Linked DNA regions of Sus scrofa: region 1 is linked to region 2. Evidence: chromatin contacts called from public Hi-C data. All regions are on one chromosome and are shown on one strand. The core of a region is the stretch at or near the end of the contact, and the rest is flanking DNA. Distances in the headings are between cores, read along the strand shown.

The links. Hi-C and Micro-C count contacts between places; a contact is called where the count stands out from the background.
Region 1: a contact with region 2 is called in a Hi-C map of liver, with 1.6 times the contacts expected there. The contact joins the enhancer-like site here to the promoter of PNPLA6 in region 2. A contact is called at or near these places in 1 of 5 promoter capture datasets (fetal liver) and 5 of 47 Hi-C or Micro-C datasets (alveolar macrophages, embryonic fibroblasts, heart right ventricle and 1 more).

What each region holds. Positions count from the first base shown.
Region 1 is chr2:71,872,624-71,879,259 of Sscrofa11.1, forward strand. All of the region lies in intron 2 of INSR (insulin receptor), which reads left to right. Among named protein-coding and RNA genes, the nearest start is that of INSR, 79 kb to the left of the region's middle. Within about 2 kb of position 4,613, at least 4 of the 83 cell types and tissues checked have an H3K27ac peak or open chromatin away from gene starts, as enhancers often do. A contact at or near this core is called in fetal liver and liver, where this site is marked.
Region 2 is chr2:71,599,767-71,606,301 of Sscrofa11.1, forward strand. PNPLA6 (neuropathy target esterase) reads right to left here and starts at 2,990. Exons shown (of 35, transcript XM_013987341.2): 1 at 2,410-2,990; 2 at 1,672-1,740; 3 at 1,257-1,344; 4 at 1,004-1,086; 5 at 710-807. The coding sequence starts at 2,436. It overlaps MCOLN1 (mucolipin-1), which reads right to left. Exons shown (of 14, transcript XM_003480808.4): 11 at 6,285-6,407; 12 at 5,382-5,597; 13 at 3,458-3,588; 14 at 3,122-3,354. The coding sequence ends at 3,318.

The DNA.
Region 1 (6,636 bases), core at 3,363-5,862, 270 kb after region 2:
AGGCTTTGGAAAGGAATGTAGCAAAATGTTATTAACATATGTCGTGCTATGGAAACATTTAATAGGGGGTTTTGAAAAAAAGTTTTTTTACCATGTAGCTTTTTTACCATGTAGCTTCTTTTTACCATGTAGCTTTTTAATTGAGAAAGACCAAATTGATTTGAACTTTAAAAGGCAAAGAATCAAAAAGTGGCTGTATTTTGTAAGCATGTTATTTACCGGGCTGCACTGCCTTTGTTTCTATTTCAGCTAGTACTCTTACCTGTATATAAATTGGTAACTTAATTTTGATGTCTTTTGCAAGTTTACAGAAAAGTTAGAAGAATTGTACCTAGATATTCATCAGTTATTTACATTACCCAATTTTTAAAATTATCTCTCTGACATATTTATATACACACATTATATACTTTTTTCCCCCTGAGTCATCAGAGAGTCAGATGTTCCTGTGCCTTTAATTCTTTGGGGGTTATTTTCTAAGAATAAGAAAATGAGGATGTTAACACTGAAGCAATATTTGAATCCACAGTCTCTTATATAAATCTCATCTGTTGTCTCTGTGTTGTCTATCATCACTAATATTTCTTCCTGGTCCAGGTTCCAATCTAGTAACCCACTTGGTATTTAGTTACTTTGACTGCTGATTTTGTACCAAGGCAGGAAATATCTTAAGAGAAACTTTTTAAAGTCATTGATACTGGTCAGCTATTCTGACACGGTCTCTACCGGAATATTAGGGGGTAGGATGATATAATTGATCAAAAACATTTATTAATCTTCTAAGAGTTTTTTTAATGTATGGAAGTGTAGTTAATTTACAATGCTATGTTAGTTTCAAGTGTACAGCAACATGATTCAGTTATGCTAAAAATGTGTTTTTAAATAGACGTCAGCTTTAGACCAGTAGCACACATACGAGTAAAAAAGAAAGAAAGAAAAAAAAAATCAAGTTGAGTTGATAGGTAATGGTGCCTCTCCTTACCCTTTCCTCCATCCTCGTCCCCTCCCCACAGGCAGTCATGGGGCACATTTCTTGTATCCCTTCCAGAGGGACACGTGTCCTGTTTGTCTTCCCCCCCCCCCATTTTTAAGATGTAATTTACACACGGCAGAATTCACCTGCTTTGGTGTATGTTCTGTGAGTTTTGACGGATATATATGGTCAGGTAACCATCACCACAGTCAAGATCTGAAATGATTCCTTTATGGCCCAAATTTCTCTGCACCTCCTGCAGTCAGTGCTTCCCCAGTTCCAGCCCCTGGTGACCATTAATGTGTCCACCATCCCTATAATTTTGCTTTTTCCAGGGTGTCATATAAATGGCATCGTAACAGTGTGTAGCTTTGGAGACCAGCTTCTTAAGCTCAATACGGTGCATCCGAAATCCATCCACATGTTATGAGAATCAGCACTTCATTCTTTTTTTTGACTGCTCAGCAGCATTCATTGTGTGAAGGTACAATGTTTATCCCTTCCCTGGTTGAGGGACTTTTAGATTGTTTCCAGTTTGGGGTGATTACAACTGTCGCCACTGTAAACATTCACAGACAGGAATTTGAGACAACATAAGTGTTTTGGTTTTGTTTTTCCATTTCTCCTGGGTAAACCCCTAGGTCCTGTGGTTCAGATCAGAAGTGTATGTTTACCCCTGCAAGAAATGATCAAACTCTTTACCGAACTAGCTGTCCATTTTGTTTTCCAACCAGGTATACCTCTCTTCCTTTTCCCCAAAACAAGTTATGTTCTTTAGACACTTTTTTACCTTCCTTTTTTTTTCTCTTTTTATTTATTTAATATGTATATTTACATTTTTATTATAGTTGATTTACAGTGTTCTGTCGATTTCTGCTGTACAGCAAAGTGACCCAGTCCTACATATGTATATATATATATATGTATTATATATATGTATATATTCTTTTTCTCATATTATCTTCTATCAAATTCTATCACAAGTGATTGGATATAGTTCTCTGTGCTGTACAGCAGGACCTCATTGACTATCCATGCTAAATGTAACAATTTGCATCTACTAACCCCAAACTGCTGGTCCATCCCACCCACCCCCCTCCTTGGTAACCACAAGTTTGTTCTCTTATGCTTGTGAGTCTGTTTCTGTTTTGTAGATAGTTTCGTCTGTGCCATATTTTAGATTGCACATGTAAGTGATATCCTATGTTATTTGTCTTTCTCTTTCTGATTTACTTCACTTAGTGTGAGGATCTCTAGTGGTGTCCATGTTGCCACTTTTTTTTTTCTTTTTCTTTCTTTCTTTCTCTTTTTTGGCTGCCCTGCAGCCAAAAATGGAGTTTCCAGGCCAGGGATCAGATACAAGCTGCAGTTGCAACCTAAGCTGCAGGTGTGGCAATGCCAGATCCTTAACCCACTGTGCTGGGGCCAGGAGTCGAACCCACATCCCAGCGCTCCCAAGACATTGTAGGTCCTGTTGCACCACAGTGGGAACTCCACCACTTTCTTTTTCTTAGTGCTATTTTGGAAGTGACTCCAACATCACAGTACACAGAACTGGCTCCCGTTTTACCGCTTCATACTATTCTATCTCCTTGATTCACAGTAATTTATTTACACAGTCTCTTGCTCGGACCTTTAGGTTGTTAATAGCCGTTTGCTGTTAAAGACCCAAATGGTTAATATCCTGTAGGGTAAAGAAGATCCTTGTCCAGGGCTAAGTGCCCATATGCTCTTTTGTCTGCAGGATAAATCCTGACAGTAGAAATGCGGGGGTCAAACTGCACCTTCCCTCTTTGCTTTACCGCATCTCTCTTAAACCAGTTGGCGTTCCTGTAGACCCCTCTGGGGAAAGCATCCTTTGGTGAAGAGCATGCCACTTACTTCAGAGAGTACCACCATAGGATTCTTTCTGCACTGCCGCCTAATATTGAGAGTTCAGTTTTTCCATCGGGGTGTAGGGACGAAGCCACTGGAGGTGAAAGTTTCAGGAGGGGGTGGCAGCTTCTGCTGGTGTAACTGGAAGCCAGGGGCTTTAGGAAATTTTAGGGAGAACTGGGAAGAAATTGGGGCCAGCAGCCCAAGGCAGCTTGGGGTGGGGGTGGGGGTGGGGGTTGGGTGATGGATGGACAAGGAACTTGTGTGTTTTTAGGGGGAGAGGTGGTCTCTGAGAGGACTAGGTGGATGGGCCCTACCTACAGGGAGGGCATGCACCTGTCCTGGGTAGGTCAGTAGCTCCCAGACTGCTTGGAGTTTTTCTCTAGTTTTATCGAAAAGGCTGCTGTCCTCTCAGGCAGAAACAGCCTCGAGGGGTCATCCCCTGAGCCAGCGCTGCTGGGAGGTAGTGGCTGGATTCAATATGCACCCCCCCCTCCAGGGGAGGTAAAGGTGGGGAGGGGGAGAGAGGGAGGTGGGTACTCCCAGTGGCATTTCTATTAAATAAGATAAAGTACTTGGAAACAGAGTGGGAGCCACCCAGAGGTGGCTTATCATTATCAAAGGAGAGTCTTCAAAAGTTTAAAAAAAAAAAACAAGCCCATCCACCTCTTATGCAAAAGAAGCAAACAAACAAAAAACACCAAAGAACACCTGTCAACACTTTTAACCCTTTGGTGAGGGCCACCAGTTGGATGGTAAAGCCAAAGTGTTTATCATCCCTGAAATAGGATTGCAGAGTTAGATACAGAGATGCTTAATGTCCCAGGGGCAGAAAACCTGTCATTCTTGGAGGTTATTGCTTCTACGGGATAAAAATGACTTACAGCATATCCATTTATCTGTTGATATCTGGCTTCCCAGAGTTGAGGCCCTAATAGAAATAGTAAGTCCATCACAGGTAAGTTTCAGTGGGGGAGAAGTTGTCGAAAGATCTTTGGTCAATAAAGTTTTATTGACACAATGTGCTTGGGTCCAAACGTTTGCCCTGGGATCTTCTACCTCCCCCCTCCCCCCAAAAAGGAAAATTGGTCAGCTCCTGCTCTGGAGAATGAAACCATTCTCAGATGGGCCTCTGAGGCAGGGCTCTGGAGGACTGAACAGCCCTGTCCCTAGGCTTTGGCCTTGTTTGCGAGTGTTGGATCATTTTTCTTAGCATTGTCTGGGCGGAAGGCTTATGTGTTTGGGAAGTTTTTGTTGGGTCTTTGCTGACCCCTCTTTTGAACTCAAGGGCTGATGCTCAGATGTGGCCCTAGCCCAGGAAACAGGCGTCTTCCTGTTCTCACATGTTCCTTCCCAGAGGCGGAGACTTCACAAGCCCTAGAAAATTCTCTGCCTCCTATATTGCTTCCTGCCATTGATTCCCAACCCTTGGAATGATCCAACAGGTTATTCATAATGATGGTAACAATTCTAAGGCCCTCAGAGCTGATTTATATCAAAGCTACGATGTGTTTAGCAAAGAACTCTACCCACATCTCACTGACAGGTGTGAGAAGGAGTCCAGAGGTTATTGTCAGTTGCCATTGTTCAGGCAAGAAAACTCAGGCTGTCTCTGGTCTTTTAGAGAACGCTTCCTGGCGTGCTTGTGGCGTGGAAAGCTGTGTGCATGTCACACACACACACACACACACACCCAGCTAGGTGGACCCTGTGGACAGCCGTGACCTTCTTTGGGCCCAGGAATGTCGGGTTCAGAGCCAGAAGATCAAAGTTCTGGTTGTGGCCCCGTGGCGTCTCAGCCGAGGAGAGGCGTCTCGTTCCCTGGCAGGGTCTTTGTTAGAATTAAGTAAGAATCTAAAAGGAGGAGTTCCCATCGTGGCTCAGTGGTTAACCAACCCGACTAGTATCCATGAAGATGTGGATTCGATCCCTGGCCTCGCTCAGTGGATTAAGGATCCGGCATTGCCGTGAGCTGTGGTGTAGGTTGCAGATGCGGCTCGGATCCCGCATTGCTGTGGCTGTGGTGTAGGCCGGCAGCTATAGCTCTGATTCAACCCCTAGCCTGGGAACCTCTGTATACTGTGGGTGAGGCCCTAAAAAGTCAAAAGACAAAAAGAAAAAAAAATAGACCTAAGGGGAAGGAGGTATATAAACTGTAAAAAGCTGACACCAACATTGGTAGGTTAACCCCAGCCTGCTCTGATGAACAACTTCTTCCTTCTTTTTGGATCCATGTAGAGAATCAGAATATGCACCTATGCATAGGTGCTCCAAAATTTCCCTGTAATTTTGCATGGTGTTTGTGGAGCTCCTGCAACTGAGAGTTCTTGGGTCAATTCCTGAGCCCCTGGCTAAACACTGGGGACCTAGAACAGCCCCAAAGGCCTTTCTCTGGCTTCCTCTCTGTCTATTTGGACATGGTTCTGCTGAATCCCTGCTGGGTGCAAGGCCCTGTCCTAGGAGTGTGTGTAAATGGAGCCATCGTGGCCCTGGCCCCTAGCTTCGTAGACAGACAGTCAACAAGCGCCCCAGATAACTTTCAAGAGTGATAATGTGCTGAAGGAAAAATGTTATAAGCTCATGTGTTCAAAGTGGTTTTGAGAAGGCGAGAGTGACTTCCAAGGGAGGTCAGGGGAGGTCTTTCTAAGGGGTTGAGACCTGAAGGTCGAGGAGGATATGGGAATAAGCCAGAGCAGCAGATGCAAACGTCCTGAGGTAGGGCTGAGGCTGGCTGTGGGAGGGCCAGGAAGGAGGCTGGAGTGGCTGCTGCCTGGGGCTGCGAGGAGGACTCAGAGAGGCCAGCAGGCACAAGACACATGACACCTGTAGCTTTGGTAAGGAGTTTATTTGTATTCTCTAAGCCTCTGCTGTGCTATTCTAAAACCAGTAGCCAGCCGTGGCTAATAAGATTAAAACTGAGGAGTTCCCGCTGTGGCGCAATGGGATGAGCAGGATCTCTGCAGCACTGAAATGAAAGTTCGATACCCCATCCAGCACAGTGGGCTAAGGATCCTGTGTTGCTGCAGCTGCCTAAGACGCAGCTGTGGCTCAACTCTGATCCCTGGCCTGGGAACTCCATATGCCACAAGGCGGCCCCAAAAGAAAGATAAAAAAATTAAAAGTGAAAGGCCGTTGAAAGTTTGGTTCCTCAGTAGAAATTGGAGCCTCGTGTATACTTGGCATGTAAAATGGCACAGCGGCTATGGAAAATGGGATGGTGGTTCCTCAAAAAAATTAAAAAGAGAAATCCCAGGAGTTCCCGCTGTGGCACAGTGGGTTAAGAACCTGACGGCGGCAGCTCGAGTTGATGTGGAGGTGCAGGTTCCATCCCCAGCTCGGCGCAGTGGGTGGCATTCAGCATTGCCACAGCTGTGGTGTAAGTTGCAGCTGCAGCTCAGATTCAGTTCCTGGACCAGGAACCTCCATATGCTTCTGTTGCGGCCATTGAAGAAGAAAAAAAAAGAAAAGAGAAGAAAAGAAAAAGAAAGTGCAGAAAGCTTCAGTTACAAAATTTGGGGAAATAATATCTGCATTTGGGGGCACAAATTACCACACAGCCTCTTCTCCCCACTGGCATTTTTCATGCTGTAATAACTAACATGATCACCCCAGAGATAAAAGAAAAGCCAACATTATCTGGATTTTATGAAAAATAATGGCCATCAAAATCTTACAAGATATGATTTGGCCGAAATCCAGGCAGGTCGACCAGATGATTCCCTTTTTAAACCTGTACAGGCGTTCCGTTGTGGCTTAGTGGAAAGGCACCTGAGTAGTATCCATGAGGA
Region 2 (6,535 bases), core at 1,740-4,239:
CAACTTTGTAAGTCAATTATACTCCCCAAAAAATTTAAAAAGAGAGAGAGAGAGAGACCCTATGATGTCAAGAGACCCCAAAGCCAGCTCCCAACTCAGAAGGATCACTGGGAAAACCTTTCTCAGAGACCCTGAAGTAGCCCTTTGCTGATGACATATCCTAAGATACCCTTCCTCTGTCTCCAGCACAAAAATATTCTTGTGATAACTCCTGAGGAACAGAAACCCCTAATAGAGCCTCTGCAGTGTACGAAGAACTCCAAGGGAGGTGCCGTAGAGAGATGCTTTCTGATGGAGAGAGACTGATGAGATCAACCCGAGAAAACAAAAACTAGAGACAGCTCATCCAGCAGGTCCTAGAAACACCTGAGATGACCCCAATGAAACACCCTGGAATAAACTGTCTCATGTGGGAAGACCCCAGATTTGACCCCTAAGTGTAAGACAAGACATCCGAGATAGCTATTGGGGATTAAATAATTCACAGATACCACTGTGGCAGGGAAACATCACTCAGAGAGCCCTCAGGAGACAGAGACAGCCTGTCTAGTGCAGGAGAGCTCTGAAATAGTCCCTCTGATGTGAGAAGACTCCTAAGACCAGGCCCTGGGGTTCAAAGCAGCCTGAGATACGCCTTTCGTTGTGGGCTGACCACTCAAAAATCCCCGGATTTAGCCCCCAGCGCCAGGTGCCCACAGCATAGCCTTACTTCTTGGCGATGTTGAGCATCTTAAGTTTTTTCTTCATTCGTGGCCGGGAAGCGGTGGAGACCGAGGCGTCCACCAGGGAAGAAGTGGATTGTGATACCTGGGAGGGTTAAGCGGTGTGGGGGAGAGAGATGGGTCAACTGCCAATTCAGACCCTAGGGAAGGTGGGGCGGGGCGGGGGTGGGGCGGATCCAGAGGCCCTAGATCAAGGAGGGCGGCGGGCTAAGAAGTATTAACTAGACAAAAGGCGGGACCTCCGTGTGGCCAGTGGGAGCCCTAGGGGGTCCCAGACTCACCTTCCGCATAATCTTCCGGCCATAGAAAAGTACTTTGTCTCTCTTCCGGAATCGATACCTCGGGCCATCCGGGGCTGGGGTTTCTAGGGAAAAGTGCGGAGAGGGGCATTCTGAGCTCTACGCATACTCCGCCCAGGCAGTGATGGGAACACGGCGCGAAAACTCCAGCAAATCCTATCTCTACAGTCTCAGGGACCCAGGCGTTTCAGCTTCCCATCCCTCAGCACCCCCAGAAGGCCCTCCGGGTCCTCACTCGGCACTCGAAGCCTCCGCACCAGCAGGAGGATGAGCACGGCCGTGACCAGCACCGCGACTCCAGCCCCGATCATCACGCCCAGCACCTGAGGGACGAAAGGCACTGGCTGCGCATCGCATATACGACCTGCCGGGCCTCCCTCAAGGACCGAGACGCCCGAGACCCCATTCCACTGAGCCAGTTCAGGTCCCGAAACCACAGGCGATGCGGGCCTTGATGACCCCATCTGCAAAATGGGCAAGCGCAGCTCCCTTCTCTGGGGGTCAACTCTTTTTGCGGCTCAGCGGCCCGCAGTGCACGCCGGGAAACGTAGTTCCGCCTGAACAGACAGTCTGGTTATCGCGGGACCGCGATGATAAGCGCTGAGCACGTCGGGAATTGTAGTTCCCGCAGCGCAGCACTCCAACCTTACCACTCCGGTTTGCAGAGGGGCCTCCATCAGTTGCCTCTGGCTGGGCGTCAGGTCTGGTAATCTGAAGTCCTGAGGAATAAAAAGCAGGAGGAACCAGTGCAAATCCTCACTTTGGGCCCTCCCCTCCCCTGCTGAAAGCCCTGCCCCCTTTGTACTACAGCCCGGCTGGCTGCCAACTGGGGGACAGACAGCTCGAAGGGCGCTGCGGAACACAAGGGTGGGGCAAATTGATCTCAGGGCCCGAGCCAGGGAGTGAGGTAGGTCCCCGGCTCACAGCCAGGCTCCTCTTACCTATGCACTAGGCGGACCTCATGCCACACTTACCCAGCTCCACCCAGGGGCCAAAGGGCAGTCAGCTCGGCACTCACTGTCCGCAGCCAGTGAACAGGTCCCTGAAGGACACCGCTCCCTCCAGCAGGTGGCCCCATCCCCAGCCTCTGCGGAACTGATCAATCGTGACCCACCGAGCCCTAGGCCGCACCCCTGCGCCCCCTGCGAAGACTGGATGCCCTCCCTCAGGAAAATAGGACCGACGAGTCTTGGGGTTGGGGAGATGCCTGGCTCCAGGGAAGTACGGGAGCTGGAGCACAGCGGGAGTGCTGCTGGGAGCAGCCACACAAGGGGTCGTAGGGCAGTGTCAAGCGCTCGGAAGGACAGTGGGACGCTCGGAGTTGGGTGGGCTCTTAAAGTGTTACTGGTTGATGCTGGAGATTTACTGTCACATAACAGTAAAGTTACCGGGTCTTTGACGGTGCAGAGCATCATTGAGATTCTGCGAGCGATGCTGGCGCCATTGCTGGGATACGTAACCAGGGACGCTGGAATTACTCGTGATCGCTGGAAAGTTACTAAGATTCTGAGGACCACAGGACTATTACTGGGAAGACCGGAACCTGAATGGGCACGTCTCTGGAGTCATTCAAGCATGATACCGACGAATACTGTAATATTACTGAGAGTTTTCTGGGAGGCTGAGGCTGCTTCTGGAGTATTAATAGAAATTTGGGAGTCACTTGGCCCTTGAGACACTACCTGGAAAATTTGCGGGGGTCTAGTCCCCTTCTACTGTGGGGCGCACCTGGCTACCGATGCGAAAACACTTGTCGGGAGCTGGGGGGATGGGAGCGTCAGAACATCAAGGGCTACTGGGAATCGGTGGACAGATCTTGGGAATGCCAAGGACTCGCTAACGACCCCCGAAGGGACGCCACTGCGGGGGACGAAGGAAACCCGGACTCACCCAGGGGCTGCAGCCGGGGTCCACTCTGCGCCAACTCCACTAGCGTTCCGCCCAGCGCCGCCGGCGCGGCCCCTTTAAATTATTCACCGCAGGGCGCCCCGCAGCCCCGCCCCCTGCCATGCTTGGAAGGTCGCGTGGAGCGGGCCAAGCAGAATGTGGCGATGCCTTAAAGGGACCGAGACCAGGTGGCACAGGGAACGCCCCTCCCGCTAGAAATGAGAACAAGTTTATTTTCCCGTTTATTTAACACTCACCCTACCCCAGTCCCACTCTAATGTCCGACCCGACTGTCCCAGGCCCTCACAGGGCACAGTCGGGGGCCGATCCTTAAAAGCAAAGGCTAAAAATAAATAAGCATGGGTCTCCGCAGTCCGGGGGCTAATGTCCAGCTGCAGTCTGGTCCCAGTCAATTCACCAGCAGCGAATGCTCCTCCGAAGCATCTCTGGAGGAAAGGCAGTGTCAGCGGAGGCGGAAGGCATCAGTTCCCTCTGGCGCGCTTCCCTTCCCTCAGCCAATCCCAAACCCGAGCCAACCCAGTCTCTAACCGGCCGCAGCAGCAGAGGAGGCTGCAGGCAGAGCCGCTCCCGCGACGGAATTTGCCGGAGGTGGGGCTGTCCTGGCACTGTGCAATGTAGGCCTGGAGTTCACTCTCCTCCGCGCCTGTTCCGCCCGGGTGCTGGGGAGAGATGCCCGGTGGCCCGGCATGAAAGTGGCCTCGGACTTCCCAGGCTCTTAACATAGGCCCTCATCTACCCCTCCTCTCCAGTCTCTGGTTCCTCCCGGCCCTCTCACGTCTGCGCCTTGGCACTGGCGCCCTCCACCTGCTGTTCATGGTTTGCTTTGCTGACCACTGATTGTAGGCATACCCCTGACTCTCCGTCACCTGGTGCCTTCTGCTGTGACTCCAACACCGAGAGCCATACCTGACCCAATCTAGGTGCTTGACAACCATCTACTGACTTGGGAACACACAGCGGGAGCAAAGTCTGGGCTTGTACACCCAGCACTGACACACGTGTGTGATTTTTTTTTTTTTTTAAGTGTGTGATCTTTAAGTGCTAGACCAAGATCTGCTCCTTGAGCCTGGGTGACAGAAGCGTCCTGTGGGCTGGCTGTATCCAGGCATCTGCATCCCCGGTTCCAGTAAATGTTCTGACAATGTTATCCCAAGCTCATGGGGTCAGGGGCCACTCTCACTTCTCCAAGTCCTTTCTGGCTACAACAAAGGCTTGGCTTTGGCTATTCCTTCTCCCTGCTGCGTGCTCTCTCTACCCCCCCCCCCACCCCAGGGCTCCTGTCTCATCAATTTAGTTCTGACATGATGAAAATGTTCACTATCTCTGCTGTCCATATATGGTAGCTACTAGCCACATTGGCTTTGGGGCGCTTGCTATGGAGATGGTGTCAGTGAGGAACTGAATTCAGAACTGTATTTCATTTTCATTAGAATCAGATTTTTTTTTTTTTTTTTTTTTTTGTCTTTTTAGGCCCTCACTCAAGGCATATGGAAGTTCCCAGGCTAGGTAGGGGCTGAATCAGAGCTGTAGCTGCCAGCCCACACCACAGCCACAGCAAGGCCAGATCCTCATGGCAACGCCAGATCCTTAACCCACTGAGCCAGGCCAGGGATCGAACTCCAAACCTCATGGTTCCTCGTCGGATTTCGTTTCCACCTGAGCCATGATGGGAATTCCACAGAATCAGATTTTAAATAGTCACAAGTAGCTAAAGACCCGTGTTGGACAGCACATTCTAAAAACTTTCCTGGATTCACCCCAATACCAGAGTAAAGCAGGGGTCCTCTGTAACCTTCCATACCTCCTTTACGGTTGTCTTACTCCTGCTTGTGCATGATCCATCCTGCCCACGGTCTTGGACAGACCGTGTACGTCTGCTTTCCTAGAGGCCCAGTGCCCGGCACAAGGCTTGGCACACCAACAGCCCCTGGAACATGTTGGTTAAAAGATTCTATCTGCCACGCCCATGATCTACTCCGACCCCTGCAGCCTGCAGGATGACTGCTGGGTCCCTGGATCCAAGCAGCTCCCATAGGACAGAGGGGATGGGAGCAGGGCTTCCAGATCAGACAGTCCTGCACTGAGCCAGGTTCCACCGTGTGCTTTGTAGGTGACCTTGGGCAAGACACTGAAATTCTATGACTTGGTTTCCCTGTGGGTAAAAGCAGATGTAGGAGCCCTACCTGGCCTGGGCCCCACACTTTAATAAAACAGCATGTGGCGCCTATGACAGGGACGGTTATCAGCCCTTCCTGGGCCCCCCAATTCTGAGCCGCCCTCTCCTTTGGCCTCATAAAATCGACCACGTTCCCTCCCTGGGTCCTTCTCTCCACACCCAGCCATGGCCAATTGCAAGGAACTCAGAGTGTGGGGCTGTGTGTGCACACGTGTGGGTCGCCCCACCCCCTCCAGGGAGGCAGGCCAGGAAGAGGCGCGTGGGCAGGCAGCTGACCTTGATGGTGTCGTAGGCCCCAGTGATGAGCGCGATGAAGAGGCTAAGCACCATGTAGATGAAGAGGCTGATGAAGGAGTACAGGTAGAGCTGGGAGAAGAGCCAGACCAGGCTGCTGCGACCCTGCTGGGCCTGCATCGCTGCAAATGTCACGAACATGTCGTCCCCGTTGATGAGTGAAAACAGGCACTCGGACACCATGGACAGCGAGCGGAACTGCAAGGGGTTAGGGGGTCAGAGGGAGTTGTTGGCGTGGCTAGGGTGGGGGTTTGGGGGGGGATGGAAGGGTCAGTGGGGACAGAGTACCAGGAGCTGTGGGTGAGACTGGGGGTGAAGGGGGATTGGGGGTCAGAAGGGGCAGTGGGGAAGTTCCCGTTGTGGGACAGTGGAAACAAATCCAACTAGGAACCATGAGGTTTTGGGTTCGATCCCTGGCCTTGCTCAGTGGGTTAAGGATCCGGCGTTGCCGTGAGCTGTGGTGTAGGTTGCAGACGCAGCTCAGATCTGGTGTTGCTGTGGCTGTGGTGTAGGCCGGCAGTTATAACTCTAGCCTGGGAGACGCCTAGCCTGGGAACCTCCATATGCTGTGGGTGTGGCCCTAAAAAGACAAACCAAAAAAAAGTGGGGACAGGAGTCACGATGGGGCCACTTGGGAGGGTAGGTCACTGAAAAATGACAAGGCCATAGGGTCAAGGCCAAGGTCATTGGTGGTTAGAGGGGACAGTGGGCAGAACTGCTGAAGATTTGCTGGTAAGGTATCAGGGGTCAAGGTGAGTTGCTCAGTGTCACCAAGTCAACAATAGATAGACCAGGAGTCAGAGGGCTCAGGAGGTAGGAAGGGGAGCCAGAGACCCCTTGGCTATGGGTCATGAGTGCCATCCGCGGGTCCTGGCCAGCCCCTACCTTCACATGGTAGGGCCCCAACACGATCCAGCCACAGAAGCAATAGCCCAGGTAGATGACAGCCACACAGCAGCAGAAGCGCATGACGCTGGGCAGGGCCACTCGCAGTGTGGCGATGAGGATCTGTGGAGGGGCAGACAGGGGACTGCAGTGAGGGCACAGCCACAACCCAGGCAGGCTGTGAGCAGGATGGAGTGAAGCCCACCCAAGGGCATGCTGGGTGACCAAAATGGGGGAGCCTCCGAAGGAGC